Regions from separate parts of the Gossypium hirsutum genome. Here region 1 is linked to region 2. A link is a contact called in public Hi-C data. All regions are on one chromosome and are shown on one strand. Each heading gives the region's core, a stretch centred on a gene start, on an enhancer-like site or on the middle of the called end of the contact. The rest is flanking DNA. Distances are from core to core; before and after follow the strand shown.

The links. Hi-C and Micro-C count contacts between places; a contact is called where the count stands out from the background.
Region 1: a contact with region 2 is called in a Hi-C map of leaf, with 1.8 times the contacts expected there. The contact joins the promoter of LOC107915103 here to the promoter of LOC107915120 in region 2. A contact is called at or near these places in 2 of 34 Hi-C or Micro-C datasets (both in leaf).

Annotation. Positions count from the first base shown.
Region 1 is chrA10:72,704,096-72,706,867 of Gossypium_hirsutum_v2.1, forward strand. It overlaps LOC107915103, which reads left to right and starts at 1,263. Exons shown (of 2, transcript XM_016844239.2): 1 at 1,263-1,609; 2 at 1,819-2,145. The coding sequence starts at 1,465. The coding sequence ends at 1,976.
Region 2 is chrA10:71,826,045-71,828,954 of Gossypium_hirsutum_v2.1, forward strand. It overlaps LOC107915120 (Werner Syndrome-like exonuclease), which reads left to right and starts at 1,387. Exons shown (of 6, transcript XM_016844260.2): 1 at 1,387-1,795; 2 at 1,879-2,058. The coding sequence starts at 1,561.

The DNA.
Region 1 (2,772 bases), core at 13-2,512, 880 kb after region 2:
TGAACCTTTGAGAATAAGTTTGCCTCTATTTTTTATTTGAAATCTTATGTACTTTAATTTTTGAAAGGATATTCGGTTATTCGAGTTCAATGAGAAAATCGAAACCTCGTAAGTTAGGGTACGATTTTCTCAAATCTTTCAAATATGAAACATTGCCTATTTTTTGAAAATTTTCTTTTTTTATGAATTTGGGTGAAAATTAATGTAATATTTAAAATGATATACAATATACGATAAAATATTATAATGACAATGATATAATTACAAAGATGAATACAATATTAGTAAATAACTCTCGATAGATAAGCAAAGCAATAAAACGGAAATGCATGATATAAAAATAAACAAACATAACATAAAAATGTTTAAAAAATGAATGGAACAATGAAACCATATATATAAAAAGAGGAAACAAATGATGAACGAAAGGATAAATAAGTAAATATTAGTAGTAAGAAAATACACGAATCAACAAGTATTTATAAAGAAAATATTAACCTTACAAACTTTAATATGTATACAAAGCGTATAGAATAATAAATAAATAAGTAAGTAAAATAGATATACATAATGTTAAGTTTAGATTTTTTTAAAATGTGAAAAATAATAAAATAGAAAAGACAAGATAAAAATATAAAAATAATAATAATAAAATGTGTAAATAAAGGAATAAATAATCATATAAATTCTAAATACAAGAAGAGTAAAGAACTAAATAAATAAATGAATGTAAAAATAAATATATAAAATAAAACAGAACAATATGCATATAAAAAATAAAAACTTGAAATTAAGTGAATAAAAGATTAAATTGAAATTGAAATAAAATTTAGAGTTTAAATTATAATAAAATAGATGAATAAACATAAAAAGGGACTAGATTGAGAACTTAAATGGAATTTAAAGGCATAAATCAGAATAAAATAAAATAGAGGACCATATTGAAAAGCGCGAATAACATGGAGGGACCAAATGGGGACATATTCCCCGCCCTCCGAAACGTACCGTTCCAAGAGGACCAAATCAAAACTAAAATAAAATTCTAGGGTATAAATTAAAAATAAGAAAAAACTGGATTAAAAAATTAAAAAATGCGGAAGGACCCACAAAACAAATAGACCATCTGGTCAAAAACGCGCAGACCTTAACTGGAACGAGTCGAGTCGATCCTTTTCACACCAAAACGACGCCGTTTAGTGCCAATGGGCACTAAGCCAAAACAACACCGTTTTGTATCACTATTTAAATTAAATTTTTCAGATTTTTTTTCATTTTAACATTCTTCTAAAAAAAAAACAAAAGAAATCTCTCAACTCTCTCTTGTTCTCCAGAATCTGGCCAAAGGGGGGTGGATTCCACGATGGCCACTGTCGTCGACGATAGGCTCCGCCCGTCTCTGGTGGCCGGAAAGCACCATAAGACCCCCATTTTGAACGTTTTGGCTACTGGAGCCTGGATCTGGAGATGGTTTTCATCACAACTCTGCCAAAAATGGTAAAATCTGAAAGAAACCCTTCGACTTCTCTCTTGTCACACCGAAAAAAAGCCGTCCATCATCGAGGACGACGTCCTCTCCCTCACTCGCGGCGATGGAAATCGAAACAAGTCGGTAAGTTTTAATTTTTATTATATCTTATGCCCTTCTTTTTTTTAAATGATAAAAATAAAAATAGATAACAGGTAAAATGAAGCAAATCACCTTTTGCAATTTCTTTTTTTGATTTCTTTAATGCTTTTTAGCCGAATACAAAAAGTTTGCTACTGTTTTTACTGTATATTTGCTTCGTTTCTGCTTTCCCCTTTTTTGCTTGTTTGCAGGCATTGACGAAGGCGCAGAAGGAATTTTTTTCCATTTCGGTGCAAGCTTGCAGAAGGACCTCGGGATAAGGCGCCTCGAGACAAGGAGTGGGCAACGTGGCCGAGGAGAAACAACGCGGGGGAAGCCTCTAAGGTTTTGTTTTACTGAAAATGTTTAATCACTTTGGGCCATTGGGCTTGTATTTGGGTTAGGGTTAATTTTGGGCTTCATTTATTTTTTTGGGCTTGTAACAAAAACTTGGATTTTAAAAAATTTTATTTTCTGGCAAGCCAGGCAAATTGGGCCTATTACATAGGTTATCATTTAATACATTAATAATTCATTGATTTTGACATCTTCAGATATTTATATTATGGTTAATTTTAAAATAATGACGACGTACTTTAACTATTATTACTTATGACACGCCCGTAATGTTGGTAAAATTTTTTATGTAACAAAATTATTAAAAAAATTGATATAAAAATAAAATATAATTTTAGTTAAAATGGTAAGATTAAAGTAGTGAAAATTATAATATTTTGGGCTCAAATTTCATAACTTCCATAATGTATATACGTTGTTTTTTTATTTATATAAAAAATAAATAAACACCCATAAAATAATATTTATTACTTTATTAAAAAAATACTAATTTTAAATCTAAATTAAGATCTAATTAATAAGTGTCACCTACTCAATATGGATTATACTCACCAAGTCTAATAATTAGTCATGGATTAAAAATTTTGGCCTATGCGACAAATATCATCGTCCCATCTCAACATGAAAAAGGAAAACATAAATCTTTAATATATCTATAATTATTTGTAAATTTAAATATTATGTGTTATGTCATACTTTGTGTAACATTTTTTGGGCCCTTTTACCAAGTTGATCCTCCAAAGTACAAAAAAAAAATAATAATAAATGGTGAAACAACTTAATAAATCGAGACCTATGAGACTCGAGGC
Region 2 (2,910 bases), core at 137-2,636:
ATGGTGCAGAAGCTTGCCATGTTGGTACAAGCGGTGTCAGGGGAGCCGACTTTCGGGCATTGGACGTGCCGACGAAGCACGTGGGAGAGGGCAATGGCTAGGGCGGCTCCTAGGGTTTGATTGAAAATGTTTTAGGATAGTGGGCTGATGTGTATTGGGTAATTGGGTTTATGGCTTAAGTTAGGTATTGGGTTTTGATATGGGTTGTAGTTTGGGTTTTAATTTTTGTAATTTGGATTTTAAAATTTGGACATTATTGGTTTATTTATTATAAGCCCAGGTCAAAATTGACCTATTACACGATGCTTGTACAATAAATCAAAGATCGAGAATAAAAATTATAATTCATTCTGAGATTGAATCTTTCAACATCTTGAAGATGAAGTTGTAAATGTGAAAGTTTAAGGTGAAAAATAATTTGATCTGTGGGATGACTTCGAAAGATTTTGAAAAAAATTATAGAGAATCGTTATGTTGATAACATATTATAAAATAAAGAGAGATAGAGAGAATAAAGAACAAATAAAATATGAAAGCAATAGAGATTTTACTTTATTAATCAAATGGATGATTATAATACTTCATTAGAGTCTCTATTTATAGGCATAAGAAGTATAAAAGAAGTAGAGATCTAATTTTAATAGCTATTAGAATTTAAAGTACATAAAACTTTATCTTAATCATGATGATGGACATCCACTTAATGAGATATTCATAACAATATTTAAATTTTAATATAAATTAGGATTAAAATTTGGTAGAAGATCGGTTAAGCAGAATTAGGGGTCTGTAAAAATATTTTTTATATTAAAATATAAAAAAAAACTCTAGTTCTTAGGTTATTTTCCATTTTATAACTCTAAATTAGAAATACTAAATGTTTAGTTATTAAAATATTTTAAATTTTAATGCTGGGAACAACATATGGCATAAGATATACTGTTAAGTAGAATTAAGAGTGTGTAAAAGTTTTTCTAAATTAAATATTTTTATATTCAGAAGATAAAATTAATATCTATTTTATGCTTTTAAACTTCTTTTCATGTTATAACTCAATTTTATGTAATTAAAATTATCACTATTATTTTTATTTAACAAAATATAATATATTAAATAAATTTTATAATTTAGATTTAGTATTTATCTTTTCAAAATTATATTCTTTTTCACTTGATTTTTTCAATTTATTAAACAAATTTTGGAGAAAATATAAAATTTTATTTCTTATTAGAGAAATTTTGGAGAAAGTTTTCAAAAACTAGTCAAAATTCAAGGTTGACCCGAGGCTAACGATGTTGATGGGGATTGACAAAAAGTTTCAGGGGTCGGGCAGGCCTGAATTAAATTAAAATATTAGAAAGTATTTTGTGCGAATTGGACTGGGATGGGCTCAAATCCTTGCAAAAACTTTTTGAAAATCGGCCCATTACTCTACCAGACGCCATGATCAAAATTTGAACGTTTTTAGCCATTAAAAGCCCAAACTGGTTCAACCAAATCCAGAATTCTAAGCTCTCTTCCCCTCCAATTCCGCCCCTCACTTCCATTTCAGATGTAGAAATGGAATTCAAAGACTACAATAGTTTCAGTTTGGATTGGGACGACCATTTCACTGAAGACGTGATCCGATTAATGGATGCCATTGAAGCCACTCCTCCTACTCCTCCTCCATCTTCTCGCAAGAAACGCAATTCCGCCGTCCATCATCAAGATAACCTCAAAACCAGCCGCCAATTGCCCCATTCTATTCTCTCACCCCCGCCTTCTTTTCCGTCTTCCTTCGCTCGTTGTCAATGTATTTGCTATCCCTTACTTTACCCATTTTGTAATTAAAATAAATGCACTAATAGTAAACCCTTTGATTTTTCTGATTGGCAGCTAATACAAGGCTTAGATATCCGCCGTTGAGATTTGGAGGTCATATTTTGTATAGCTTTACGGAAGATGAGGTAGAAAATGCTGCAATGGAGCTATTAAAAATTGTTGAAATTAAGAAGAAAGAAATGGGTCAAGTTGCTTTAGGGTTTGATATTGAGTGGAAGCCCTCTTTCCAAAAAGGTTTGCTTCCTTTACCCTCCTTGTCTTGTTACATTCATTTCATATAATCCTTTCTCTTTATTTCCTAAGAAAGAAAAAAAGTGTGAAAACAAATAAATGTGAAAATCTCTTAAGTTAATATGAAACCTCTCTAAGGTATATTTGATCATTATTTTAAAGAATTGAGACTTAAAGTTGGAATTTTTTTCACATTGCATGATTTCTAGATAGAATACTTATGCTAGAATTGGCATTGTGTTTTTTTTGTAGGTTTTAATTTAATTTAATTATTTTTTTTATGTTTAGTGGTTCTGATATGCCATATTTTAAAACAAAATATATATCTCGTGTTTGGTGTTGTCCTCTTCCTTTCTTCCATAAAGCAGCATTGCTATAATTTCTTTTAAAGCAGAAAGTAAGCACTCTTTACCTATATTACTCGGCCTTAGGTGTGAGTGCCGGATATGGGGAAGTTCCCAACACAGAAATATTCAATTTTTTCCTATGTTTTTAATGTATTTGGAGATCCTCGAATGGTCATATCCCTATACTCCTGTCCAACTATGCGTTGAATACAGGTACTTTAGTAAAATGAAGAGTCAAAGCAATATAGCTCTTTAATCCATGTTTCATAAGTTGCTGTTGCCATTACCAATCATTTCCTTTTAATTGAAATACTCTTAACTGTGATAACCTAAATGGTTGTATGCTTGCAAACCGTTATTTATATTCATGTTTTTCCCTTATCTTGTCTACTTTCTGGTAGAAGTGGTCTATTTAGATCATTCTCTGATTGCATTTAGTATAGCATTGAAACATGCACATATTGAATTTGTACTAGTACACAGAATTCATACACCTCTACTAACATAT